Regions from separate parts of the Zea mays genome. Here region 1 is linked to region 2. The links are chromatin contacts, called in public Hi-C maps. All regions are on one chromosome and are shown on one strand. Each heading gives the region's core, a stretch centred on a gene start, on an enhancer-like site or on the middle of the called end of the contact. The rest is flanking DNA. Distances are from core to core; before and after follow the strand shown.

What was found. Hi-C and Micro-C count contacts between places; a contact is called where the count stands out from the background.
Region 1: a contact with region 2 is called in a Hi-C map of ear, with 2.4 times the contacts expected there. The contact joins the promoter of LOC100191433 here to the promoter of LOC100274517 in region 2. A contact is called at or near these places in 3 of 25 Hi-C or Micro-C datasets (ear and tassel).

Annotation. Positions count from the first base shown.
Region 1 is chr3:215,086,866-215,093,895 of Zm-B73-REFERENCE-NAM-5.0, reverse strand. It overlaps LOC100191433, which reads left to right and starts at 5,130. Exons shown (of 6, transcript NM_001136866.1): 1 at 5,130-5,666; 2 at 5,812-6,083; 3 at 6,156-6,230; 4 at 6,360-6,629; 5 at 6,727-7,030. The coding sequence starts at 5,363.
Region 2 is chr3:214,799,143-214,806,422 of Zm-B73-REFERENCE-NAM-5.0, reverse strand. It overlaps LOC100274517, which reads right to left and starts at 1,314. Exons shown (of 3, transcript NM_001148874.1): 1 at 724-1,314.

The DNA of each region.
Region 1 (7,030 bases), core at 3,881-6,380, 280 kb before region 2:
CTGTGCGGCACCGGACTGTCCGGTGCCACATGAAGACAAAGCTCCAACGGTTGAAACCGTCAGAACCCTAACGGTTGGGTGACGTGGCTGGCGCACCGGACACTGTCTGGTGGCGCACCGGACTGTCCGGTGCGCCCATCGACAGCAGCCTGCCCCAACGGTTGAATTGGTGGTTGGGGGGCTATTAATACCCCACAACCACCTCTACTCCAACCATCCTAGCATTCACTACTCCTCATTCAATACAAGAGCAATACACAACACTCCAAGACACAAATCAAAGCCTCCGATCCAATCAAAGTCCACAATTCAACTCTAGTATTTTAGGACTTGTGAGAAGATCGTCTTGTGTTTCTTTGTTGCTCTTATTGCTTGGTTGGCTTTCTTCTTTCTCTCATTCTTACTCTCAAAGCCTTGTAAGCGAAGCAAGAGACACCAATTGTGTGGTGGTCCTTGCGGGGTCTAAGTGCCCCGGGAAATCAAGGAAGAAAGCTCACTCGGTCTAAGTGACCGTTTGAGAGAGGGAGATGGTTAAAAGAGACCCGGTCTTTGTGACCACCTCAACGGGGACTAGGTTCTTTGTAACCGAATCTCGGTAAAACAAATCATCGTGTCACCCGCTTTATTTTCTTGGTTGATTTGTTTTCCCCTCTCTCCCGGACTTAACTTTTATTCTAACGCTAACCCCGGCTTGAAGTGTGTTTAAAATTTGTAAATTTCAGTTTCCGCCTATTCACCCCCTTTCTAGGCGACTTTCACTTCTTCTCTAAAAAACAACAAATAAGCAAGGGTGAGAACTTACATACTCAGCAACCCACCTTCACCCATGGAGTGAGAAATTTGGAATAATGCATTGGCTCTATGGGGCTTAGGGTATTTTTGCAGAAAATCTAATTTTACATGCAAGGTTATAGTTCTGCAAACTTGTTCTTTCAAAATCTCATTTTCTTCCGACGGAGTTCAAAACTTTCCTTTTCAAACTAAAACCCCATGAACAAAACCATCCAAAAAACTTAGCAGTTCCCTCCGTTTTTTGCAATTAATTTTCAAGACCAAAAGTAGCTACTGGACTTCCCTTCCACCATAGCTCATAGCTCAACCGTTGTACCTCTCGAAACTTTTTTTCTAAATATTTTCAAAAACAAATCACTAGTGGACATATACTATTTGAATATATTGTAATGCTATGTACAGGTTCACTTTAGCCACATAATTTAGACCCGAGACACTCCCTGTAGCGAGGCCTAACTCAAACCCAATTTTGGCCTACACGACAAAACTCAACTTTTGCCTATGTGACATCACCCTAGTGACTGCCCTAAGAGGAACAAGGCCACCCCTACGTCCAACACTAGGACTAAAACATTTTCCCTTCCTTTTCCTACTGGTGCTCACCCCACCACCTGTAATCTTGAGGATAGCGTATGCATGTTTTGATCAAGTGATTGCCCATACAATCTTAAGTGGTTGCACTTATGGAGTTTGGCAAGCTAAAACAACAACTCGGTCCTTATATGAGACAAAACAATCTTTCCTACTCACACCTATACCGGTTGAGCCAAACTCCTTCTGATTCGTTTTAAATTAAAGAATTCCAACCGTCTTAGTCTAGATAGTGCCGACGATAACTGCTCACTTTATTTTTTGTACACCAAACCCCTTTTTATTTTGAAAAAACTCACACCTTTTTCCAAATCCTTTGTGAAATAATTTGTAAAGAGTTTTCTGCATAAATCATTTTGAAGTGATGTATAAGGTTGGATGGTTATATCATCATGTCCCTTAGCAGCAAAATAATACAATGCATATATAAAAACACGCTAAGGATTGTGTTTGAAATGTAGGTTATTTATATATCAAAGGGATTCATTGTGCTTACCATTGCTTTAACCGGTGAAAAGGCGAGAGCTCGTAGAACTGAATTATAGATTCAACGTCTAGCGTAGACTTGTAGAACTGGCCTTCATGTTACAGCGCGAGCACTACAATAACTACACAACATGAATAAACAAACATACAAACTAACGAGTATATCAATAAATATTTAGTATAATGGTAATAAATGATGATGAGTGGACGAATAAAGTTTTGAGTAGAGCTTGTCTTGCAAGTTGCTTTTGCAAGTATTTGTAAGCTGCTAATATGAGGTTGCATGCCAAATGAGAGTGGATGCGGCGTTGTGATATTGCTCATGATGGAGTGGAGATGCTTACTTGTGTTTATGGGTAGATCAAATATGAACTAATACTAGGCCTCTTATTAGTTTATGAAAGTAAAGTGGAGTACTTAGTGTGCTGAGGTTTACATGGCTTGTGGTGTCGAGTGTGTGGGAAGGAAGAAGATAGCCTTCTAGGTGTATTTGAAGCTGGGGTATATCGGTCAAAGACGACTTAGTAGAGAAGATATCGGAGTTATGAGAATAATAGTAAAAGAATTGTCCAAATCTAAGTTCAAACCAAAGTATTATGAGCAAAATATGGACATTGGTATTTTTATTTTTATTTTAGATTACGAACCATGCTCAAGGGAGGGCATGTTTGGGTATCGGGTGGTTTAATAAGATTTTAGGAACAAGAACTGTCAAAATCGGAGTTTGGATGGAGGAGCTATGAAATGTTTACTCATATGAGGAATTATAAAAGGAGTAAATGAATATTTCTATAATATTTCAAAATTTGCATATTTGGAAAATTGAAAATATGAATGTATTTTTTTGAGTTCTATAGTAACATAAAATATTTTTGGATTGCTCATGAACAGATGTTCATGCTGGTGTCGACTGTTTGTGCCTATAGCGTCACATGAGGCATACATAGATATGCAAAACTAGGTTGTGACTTAGACAATTCTGAGCAATGGCTAAGCTCAGACGGCCATCATGGCTGCATAGAGCTTAATTTTAGATGAATTTATAAATAAAAACCATAATTATTAGAGTTTGTATGACTGAGACATTGGCTTGACAAATTTATGTGAGCTGAAAAAGAAAAATACAAAGTCTGCGCATAGCAGCATGATGAACGGATGAACACCAGACGAATAATGAACAAACGATAAACGAACAACAAACAAACAAACGATGAACAAACGAATGAACATCAAACGAATGAAGGCCAATGAATGAATGATGAAGAATTGAATGAACGAATGGTGAATAATAAACGAACGGATGAACTATTGCACATATAGCTGTAGCGTGGCTAGAGTGTGGTTGTAATGTGTTTGTGTGGGAGTGAGTGAACAACCAAGGGACGAGTTTGAGTTATCCCCTTGTCCCTCCATTTATAGGCAAGGCCACCATTTGAATGACTTTTAGAGCTATATTTAGAGGAAGCTTTGGAGTTATGATTAGAAGTATCTCTAAAGTTTGCTCCAAAGGAAACTCTAAGTTTTGCTTTAGGGGTCCTTTGTATCCCTTTATTTTAAAGAAATCAGAATCTACTTAATAGAATAGGTTATTTGGCCTGGAATTTAGTATTCTGTCACTTTCCAAAGTTCAGATATAAGCCTATATCAAATTTATAGGATGAGATGTGGAAATTGATTTTATATATCATCACTCAGTGTTTCTATTCTGCAATTGATAACACGTCCTTCGGCTCGCTCCCCTATTATATAAATGTAGCATATTAATATCTCTCACATATGATCAATTGTAGTATACAAATATATTCTATATAAACTATATTAGCTTAATTGATCTATGTCTAAATTATGATTATTAGAACAGAATTTAATTCCAAAGATCCAAAGGGCACAAAAAGTCCATTGGGAGAGAGACTTCGGAATTGAGCCATATAGACCGAGATGGGCCAAAAAGAGAGAAAGGGAAAATATTTTTCTAGGGATTCTAATATGGATTTTTATGAAATTATTTATAAAATATCTATAAAACATTTTGGAGGAATTTAAAAAGAATTTATGTGTAGAGTATTTATAGAAAATTTTACGAGACTTCACACGAATATTTTTTTGAGATCATCATACGCACAATTTTTTCTTTGTTGAGATCGAACACGCACAATTCTTTTGAGAACAAAATTTTAAAAAATATTTTGGATTTAAAACGAGTTCGATAAATTTTCTAGGAGTGGTTCTCGGGGTGTCAAAAGAAATGACCCTCCCTGTTTTGTATTTTCCTATAATTCTGAATTAGCTCGTGCACATCAAGGTTTTTGCGGTTTGGACTCAGACATGGATGTGTCCCTTCATCATGGTCTTCAATTCTTAGCTATACATGCCTTGTTCGTACTCGATGCTCACGTTGTGCAAGATAACAATGCAATCCACTATATTTTAAAGATCCAACGGGTACCATGATACTTAGCTTAAAGCACCCCAATGGCATGTTCTACATCTAGGGATGGACATTCAGTTTTTTTAAACTTCAGTTCGGCTTTTTGGTTTTAAAAAACATTGTTTTTTCGGACATCAGAATCGATCGGTTTTCTAGAAAATGAAAAACCAAGAAATTCGGTTTCGGTTTTTTACTTCAGTTTTCGGTAAAAACCAAACACCAAACTTATACTCAAGACAACACATACAACAAGTTTACATAATATATTACACACAATTTTAAAAAGTAAAAATTATATAGGTACAAAAATTACCCATGAGGGTACCAATATGAGTATAATTTCATATCAGTTTTTTAACGGTTATAATTTTATGTCGTGGGTATGGGTAAGCATTACCATGCGGACTTTACCTATCAGATATTTTATTCTTAAATCGGAAAAAAATACAGGTTATATCTAAAAAAATTACAACAAATCAAATATGCAATTTTAGCATTGAATATATGCAGCCATCGTTTCCTGAAAGAAAAATAAAATTCACCAGAATTTAGTAACTCCTTTTGTCGTCTAATAATAAAATCCCGGCAAATCTCTAGTGGCCTTTCTATAAAAAAGGAAAATAGAGCAGGCCACTTAAATTTGGCCTCAACTACGGCGCGTTCCCTGCTTGGCTTTGGTTTGCCAACTTTGGCTTGCTCCCCAGCACGACCACGCCCACCGTCGACGGTGGCAGACAATCGTGCGCGCGCCTGTGCCGGTCCGGGGGGGAGGGCTGGCCATGCACGCGCGCACAAGGCACGCACAGCAACACAAAAGTTCCAAGGCCTCCCCTTCCTCTAGCAGTGGCGAGGCAGGAAGGCAGGCCGGGTGTCCTGCCTCCCTTGCGCGCGCTCTCACGACCCATCCCGTCGTGCGTCATCGAGCTCCGGCGGGCGGGCCATGCACGCGTCCAGCTAGCTCACACAGCGCCGTCTCGACCTGCTGCCGGTGCTCCACCCGGCCCGCGTCAACATCACGGCGGGCGGGCGCGCGCGTGAACGGTTTCCTCTCCGCATGACCCTGTGATGGTCGGTGGGTTCCTGCGGCGCGGCCACAGCCTCGACAGGCTCCTGTCGAGGAGGCGCCGGGCCGTTTCGCCCAGCCCCTCGTTCTCGTCCTCCTCCTCCACGCCGTCGTCTCCGCGTGGCAGCAGCGTCAGGAGCGGCATGATGGCAGAGGACGACGACGACGCGCCCACCACCGTGGCGGCGCCACCGCTGCAGAGACGGGTGCTGTCCAGGAGCCACGGCTCGCGGGCCACTCCCGGCCGGTCCCAGGACCTGCCGCCGGTGCCATCGAGGACCGTCCGCGACAGTGGGCCGCCTTCAGGTGATGTGATCTATCACCGTTATTATTGCTAGCCATCTATCTGCTTGTGTTCTTCTTCTGCGAGAACATCTGTCTGAGTTTTTAATCAGGGTGACCTGCCTGAATGAGTACCATTTGTGCTGTGTTGGGATTGACTGCACTGCAGATTTAGATTTGATGAAGGATAAGTTCGCCAAGCTGCTGCTCGGGGAGGACATGTCCGGCACGGGCAAAGGGGTGTCCTCCGCTCTCGCTCTCTCCAACGCCATCACAAATCTCGCGGCCTCCATATTCGGGGAGCAGCGCCGCCTCGAGCCCATGTCCGCGGAGCGGAGGGCGCGGTGGAACAAGGAGATCGACTGGCTCTTGTCGGTCGCCGACCACATCGTCGAATTCTCTCCCTCGCAGCAGGTGTCCGAGGACGGAACTAACATCGAGGTCAGCATAGCAATTGCGACGCCAATTTCACCCTGCGCGCTTGCACTGACATGTATTTCGTCCTCCAATCAGGTGATGGGCACTCAGCAGCGCGGGGATCTCCTCGTCAACATCCCCGCCTTGCGAAAACTCGACGCGATGCTCCTAGTAAGCACGACGATATCGTATCTTTCTTTACAGCACACGCAATCAAATATACAGATGCAATGCAACGGCTCCGGCCGGGTTTTTCTGAATTCATCTCGACGTTTTGTTTTCTTTTCTGCCGCGGAACAGGAGTATCTGGACAGTTTCGGCGAGGCCCAGGAGTTCTGGTACGTGGCGAAGGACGCGGACGGGGGCGAGGACGACGACGACAGCACGTGCGACAAATGGTGGATCCCGACGGTGAGGGTCCCCGCCGAGGGCCTGTCGGACGCGTCCAGGAAGTGGCTCCAGCACCAGAAGGACCTCGTGGGGCAAGTTCTCAAGGCGGCCATGGCCATCAACGCCGACGTCATCGCGGAGATGGAGATCCCCGAGGAGTATATCGAGTCCCTGCCGAAGGTGATTGATATTCCATACGACCCGGGGGCTGCCCGGCTGCCAAAATTTCGTTCTGTAGATAAAGAAAGGGGGAAAAAATGCGCTGCTCACCTTGCAGAACGGAAGGTCCATTCTTGGAGACTCCATGTACAAGATCATAACCGACGACGTCTTCGACCCCAACGAGCTCCTGCAGTCCGTGGACCTGTCGACGGAGCACAAGATCGTGGACCTCAAGGACCGGATCGAGGCCTCCGTCGTCATCTGGCACCGGAAGATCAGCAACAAGCTCTCGTGGGGCCCCGCCGGCGTCAGCCTGGAGAAGCGGGAGGAGTTCGAGGAGCGGGCGCAGACCGCCCTGCTCATCCTCAAGCACAGGTTCCCCGGCATCCCTCAGTCGGCGCTCGACATCAGCAAGATCC
Region 2 (7,280 bases), core at 65-2,564:
GTCTTGTGTATAAGTGGCACAGATAGGTTATCACAAACTATGGGACCCATTAGAAAAAAAACATTTGGTCTCACATATATATAGCACTAAAATCAGAAATGAATTTGGGGTACAATTGGTGTATTGAGCCTTCCCAACTCCTACCTAGAACTGACTGCAAGCTCTAACCATTACCAAATCAATGAACAACATGCATCACAGTCGCATCGGCAATAAAAACATATCTCATTTAGAAAATGATTTATTGTGTTTTACAACATTTAGAATTGTACCAAACTTCATGAGACATAACCCTAAACAAAGACTCGTGCCTAATAACAAATTAATTGTTCTGCTCAAAATGAGACAACTCCTACGCTTTTACTGACATGAACTTAACAGAGCACCCTATACAAACAATACCAAACGATGTACTTTCTCATAATCCATATATGCATGATATGGGTGTGAATGTGTACTGAGCATGGATGCTCATGCTTTTATATACCGATGGAAACTTAGTGGAGCATGGACTCGATGCCATGTCATTTCCATATTTTTATGCGTGGGGGACTCTTTTATGTTTCTTGCTTGTGACTTCTGTCTGAGATTTTTATTATCAGGAATTCACAAATAATGTACCACTCCGGCCAATAGTAATTACAGAAGGAGATTTTAGTGAATTGAGTCCAAAAGAGGCAATGGAGTAGCAGGAAGGAGATGAACTCATATTGGAGGGCGGACCGAGGCTCTCCGATTTGCTCCGTCGTCGCGTTGCCGTGCCACACGAGCACCAACCATTAGCTCCTAACGACAGCGGGATCTGGGCTTGCGATGCCTCCATGGATCTGGCCAGGAAGGAGATGCTGGAGTCAGCCTCGGGCGACAACACAAAGAAGTTCGCGCATACTCCGCTTGACCTCCCGTGCATGGAGAAGTTTGCGCCTGCTCCTTCTGGATCTCAATGAACTCGAGGTCGGGTAGGACAGAGGCGGCGCCATCGGGGAGGCCACCAAAGGGGTTGGGGCGTCCTCCTCCTTGACGAACGCGGTGACAGAGGTGGAGACTGGGTAGGATGGAGGCGGCGCCATTGGCACATCGAGAGAGACGAGGTGCTGCCGGTCACCCGCGCGTAGGGAGGCGATCGTTGCGGGCGTAGGGAGCGGCATGGCGGCGGGTGTGCTGTAGTGGCGCCGGTAGGTGGGTTTTGCGGCAGGATTCGTAGGGGCAAGGCGACGGGCGCGTGATCCGCGCACGTAGGGAGGGGAATTGCGGTTGGGGGGGTGGGGGCGTGCGCGTGATCCGCGGGGTAGGGGAATCGGCGATGGCGGCGGGCCTGTGCGGCGGGCGCGTGATTCGCGCGCGTAGGGAGGGGAACGGGCGTGCGCGTGATCCGCGGGGTAGGGGAATCGGTGGGGGCAGTCTACATTGTACCCTTAATAGTTAGTAGAGAGGTGTGGGTTCAAACTCCACCTTCTGCACCTCTTTTTAACATAACCCACCTCCTACATCGCTTTTAAACATTTTACGTGAGTTAATTTGGAAGAAATGTAGGGACTTTTTTGTAAATAGATGACGCAGGACAACCATTGAAACTGGTGCTTTAAGTATAGTAGAGATATTATAAACATGCATGCATCCATTTTGGAAGAAAAGTGTTAGCTTGGTTCCAAAATAATAGTGTCAAAATAACCTAAATATGCCAAAGTCTTCGTACTTTGTTAAATATCTTATAAACACATGCTAATAAGTTCATATTCCAAACCTCTAGAGCTAATTGTTAGTCAGCTAATAAGTTGTTAGCTAAGTTGAAGGAGCTAACAATTAATAGCTAGATATAACTAACAATTAGTTGGTCTATTAGCCGACCTGTTCTAAATCTATCAGCTAATTTTAACTGCTAATTATTAGTTTGAGGGGTTTGAAACAGAGTCTAATTGGAAGGTTAAGCTAGAAACTTGAGACACTACGCAGGGTTGGGCTTTATGCAAGTGCGATTGCACAGGGTCCAAAATTCTTAGGGGAGGTGCTAAATAATTTTAGCTCAGTAATAGACCTAAATAATATATATTACTGAGCAGCCAAGCATTACACCATCTAAGCTGAACCCAACTAGCAGCTTGACCGCTGCTCTTCTGAGATGTATCTATAACAATTAATACATATATTTATTTATGTATTCTATTACAATATAATTTCGTAAAAAAACTATGGATAAATTTGTTATAAAGTGTCACAAGCGTTATCTAGTTTTTTTGTAATTCAGAATACATGTATTCTATTACAATGTAATTCTCGTTATATTTTTCTATAAAATAGGCTCTTCTTTGAAGTTTAGTAGAGGGTAGGGATGGCAACGGGCACATTTTACCCGCGTGCCCGTGGGTAAAAACCTTATAGGGTGCGTGTTTAGGTGTGAGTTTTGAAAGGGACATAGGGTCAAACCTTTTCCTATATGAATTTTGGTGGTTGAATTGCCCAACACAAATTATTGGACTAACTAGTTTGCTCTAGATTATGAGTTCTACAGGTGCCAAAGGTTCAACATAAACCAATATAAAGTCCAAGAAAGGGTTCAAATAAAAAGAGCAAAAGACAACCGAAGGCTGCCCTGGTCTCGCGCACCGGACTGTCAGGTGTGCCACCGGACAGTGTCTGGTGCACCAGGGAGGAACGGCTTTGAACTGCTCAGCTTCGAGAATTTGGGGAAGCCACTCCGCTATAATTCATCGGACTATCCGGTGTTACACCGAACTGTCCGGTGAGCCAGCGGAGCAACGACTATCTGCGCCAACGGTCGTCTGCAAAAGGCTACAGTGAACGTGAACAGTGCGCGCCTGCGCGCGCAGAAGTCGGAGCAGCGCCAGAAGGCGCACCGGACAGTGAACAGTAACTGTCCGGTGCACCACCGGACTGTACGGTGGCCCCACTTGTCAGAGCTCCAACGGTCGAACCCTAACGGTTGGGTGACGTGGCTGGCGCACCGGACAGTGTCCGGTGCGCCATACGATAGCAGCCCCTCCCAACGGTCACTTTGGTGGTTGGGGCTATAAATACCGCCAACCACCAACACTTCAAGGCATCCATTCAATACAAGAGTTCTAAACTTCACTCCAAGACACAAACAAGAGATCAAATCCTCTCCCAAGTCCAAAGATCATTCCAATCAAATAGTGACTAGTGAGAGAGTGATATTTGTGTTCTTTTGAGTTCTTGCGCTTGGATCGCTTTTCTTCTTCTTTCTTTCTTGTTCCCACTCAATTGTAATCAAGGCAAGAGACACCAATTGTGTTGTGGTCCTTGTGGGGACTTAGTGTCCCGATTGATTGAGAAGAGAAGCTCACTCGGTCTAGGTGACCGTTTGAGAGAGGGAAAGGGTTGAAAGAGACCCGGTCTTTGTGACCACCTCAACGGGGATTGGGTTTGCAAGAACCGAATCTCGGTAAAACAAATCACCGTGTCATCCACTCTATTTCTTTGGTTGATTTGTTTTCGCCCTCTCTTTTGGACTCGTTTATATTTCTAACGCTAACCCCGACTTGTAGTTGTGCTTAAAGTTTGTTAATTTCAGATTCCGCCTATTCACCTCCCCTCTAGGCGACTTTCAATTGGTATCAGAGCCTGGTACTTCATTAGAGCTTACCCGCTCGAAGTGATGTCGGGAGATCACGCCAAGAAGGAGGTCATGACCGACGAGAAGCCCGCTACAAGCCACGGGAAGGCTCCATCAAGGGAGTCCGGCTCCAAAGGAAAGGGAGAATCACCCTCCCACAACAAGTCGCAGCGGAGTGGCGACAAGAAGAAGAAGATGAAGAAAGTGGTCTACTATGAGACCGATTCTTCATCGCCATCCACCTCCGGCTCCGACGCGCCGTCCGTCACTTCTAAGCGCCATGAGCGCAAGAAGTTTAGTAAGATCCCCCTACGCTATCCTCGCATTTCAAAACGTACTCCCTTACTTTCCGTCCCACTAGTCAAACCACCCGTTTTTTAGGGTGAAGATTATAACATGTGGAGTGATAAAATGAGGCATCACCTAACCTCACTCCACGCTAGTATTTGGGACGTTGTTGAGTTTGGAGTGCAGGTACCGTCGCCGGGGGATAAAGATTATGACTCGGACGAGGTTGCCCAAATTCGGCACTTCAACTCCCAAGCCACTACTATACTCCTTGCCTCTCTAAGTCGAGAGGAGTATAATAAGGTGCAAGGGTTGAAGAGCGCCAAGAAAATTTGGGACGTGCTCAAGACCGCGCACGATGGAGACGAGGTGACCAAGATCACCAAGAGGGAAACGATCGAGGGGGAGCTCGGTCGTTTTATGCTCAACCAAGGAGAAGACCCGCAAGCCATGTACAACCGGCTAAAGACCTTGGTAAATCAAGTGCGCAACCTCGGGAGCACCAAATGGGATGACCATGAAATGGTCAAGGTTATTCTTAGATCACTTATTTTTCTTAACCCTACTCAGGTTCAATTAATTCGTGGTGATCCAAGATATAAACTAATGTCTCTCAAGGAAGTGATAGGAAAATTTGTGAGCTTTGAATTGATGATCAAAGGCTCCAAGAAAATCATCGAGCAAGGCGCCTCCTCCACACCCGAGGCACAACCCGTCGCATTCAAGGCGGTGGAGGAGAAGAAAGAAGAGTCTGCATCAAGTAGGCTTCTCATTGACGCCTCCAAGCTCGACAACAAGGAAATGGCGCTCATCATAAAGAGCTTCCGCCAAATCCTCAAGCAAAGGAGGGGGAAGGAATACAAGCCCCGCTCCAAGAAGGTTTGCTACAAATGTGGTAAGCCCGGTCATTTTATCGCTAAATGTCCTTTGTCTAGTGATAGTGACAGGGATAACGACAAGAGGGGGAAGAAGAAGGAGAAGAAGAAGAGTTATTACAAGAAGAAGGGCGGCGATGCCCATGTTTGCCGGGAGTGGGACTCCGACGAGAGCTCCACTGACTCCTCCGACGACAAGGACGCCGCCAACATCGCCATCAACAAAGGTCTTCTCTTCCCCAACGTCGGCCACAAGTGCCTCATGGCAAAAGACGGCAAGAAGAAGAAGGTAAAATCTAGATCCTCCCCTAAGTATGCAACTTCTAGTGATGAGGATAATTCTAGTGATGATGAGGATGACTTGCTTACTCTTTTTGCCAATCTTAACATGCAATAAAAAGAGAAATTGAATGAATTGATTAGTGCTATTCATGAGAAGGATGAACTCTTGGATAGCCAAGAGGACTTCCTTATTAAGGAAAACAAAAAGCATGTTAAGACTAAAAATGCTTATGCTCAGGAGGTAGAGAAAAATGAAAAATTAACTAGTGAGCTTAGCACTTGCCATGACACTATTTCTAGCCTTAGAAATGAAAATGCCAAATTAATTGCTAAGGTTGAGAAATCAAATGTTTGTGATGATTCAATTGTTAATCTTAGAAATGATAATGCTAGTTTAATTGCTAAGATTGACATGTTGAATGAATCTCTTGCTAGCCTTAAGTTTGAGAATGATAAATCAATTGCTAGGGCTAAGGAATTAGATGTTTGCAATGTTTCTATTTCCAATCTTAGAGATGAGAATGCTATTTTACATGCTAAGATTGTTAAATTAAATCATTGCAAACCCTCTACATCTACGGTTGATCATGTCTCTATTTGCACTAGATGTAGAGATGTTAATGTTGATGCTATTCATGATCACCTTGCTATGATTAAACAACAAAATGATCATATAGCTAAACTAGATGCTAAAATTGCCGAGCATGAACTGAAAAATGAGAAATTTAAATTTGCTCGTAGTATGCTTTATAGTGGAAGACGCCCTGGCATTAAGGATGGCATTGGCTTCCAACAGGGAGACAATGTCACGCTTAATGCCCCTCCTAAAAGATTGTCGAATTTTGTTAAGGGCAAGGCTCCCATGCCTCAGGATAACGAGGGCTAAATTTTATATCCTGCTGGTTATCCTGAGGATAAGATTAGGAGAATTCATGCTAAGAAGACTCATTCTATTTCTCACCATGCTTTTATTTATAAGAATGAGGCTTCTAGCTCTAGGCGTTCTACCCATGTTAAAATGCCTAAGAAGAAATCTCCTATTGCATCAAATGATCACAACATTTCATTTAAGACTTTTGATGCTTCCTATGTGCTTACTAACAAATCAGGCAAAGTAGTTGCCAAATATGTTGGGGGCAAACACAAGAGGTCAAAGACTTGTGTTTGGGTACCCAAGGTGCTTGTTTCTAATGTAAAAGGACCCAAGACCGTTTGGGTACCTAAGAACAAGACCTAAATTTGTTTTGTAGGTTTATGCATTCGAGGGCTCAAGTTGGATCATCGATAGTGGGTGCACAAACCACATGACCGGGGAGAAAAGGATGTTCTCCTCCTATGAGAAAAACCAAGATCCCCAAAGAGCGATCACATTCGGGGATGGAAATCAAGGTTTGGTCAAAGGACTTGGTAAAATTGCTATATCACCTGACCATTCTATTTCCAATGTTTTTCTTGTAGATTCTTTAGATTATAACTTGCTTTCAGTTTCACAATTATGTAAAATGGGTTACAACTGTCTTTTTACGGATGTAGGTGTTACTGTCTTTAGAAGAAGTGATGATTCAATAGCTTTTAAGGGAGTGTTAAAGGGTCAGCTATACTTAGTTGATTTCAATAGAGCTGAACTCGACACTTGCTTAATTGCTAAGACTAACATGGGTTGGCTCTGGCATCACCGACTAGCCCACGTTGGGATGAAGAATCTTCATAAGCTTCTAAAGGGAGAGCACATTTTGGGACTAACAAATGTTTATTTTGAGAAAGACAGGATTTGTAGCGCATGTCAAGCAGGGAAGCAAGTCGGTGTTCATCATCCACATAAGAACATCATGACGACTGATAGGCCGCTTGAGCTGCTCCACATGGATCTATTCGGCCCGATAGCTTACATAAGCATCGGTGGGAGTAAGTACTGTCTAGTTATTGTGGATGATTATTCTCGCTTCACTTGGGTATTCTTTTTGCAGGAAAATCTCAAACCCAAGAGACTTTGAAAGGATTCTTGAGACGGACTCAAAATGAGTTCGGCTTGATGATCAAGAAAATAAGAAGCGACAACGGAACGGAGTTCAAGAACTCTCAAATTGAAAGCTTTCTTGAGGAGGAAGGCATCAAGCATGAGTTCTCTTCTCCCTACACACCACAACAAAATGGTGTAGTGGTGAGGAAGGATAGAACTCTATTGGACATGGCAAGGACCATGCTTGATGAGTACAAGACTTCGGATCGGTTTTGGGCCGAGG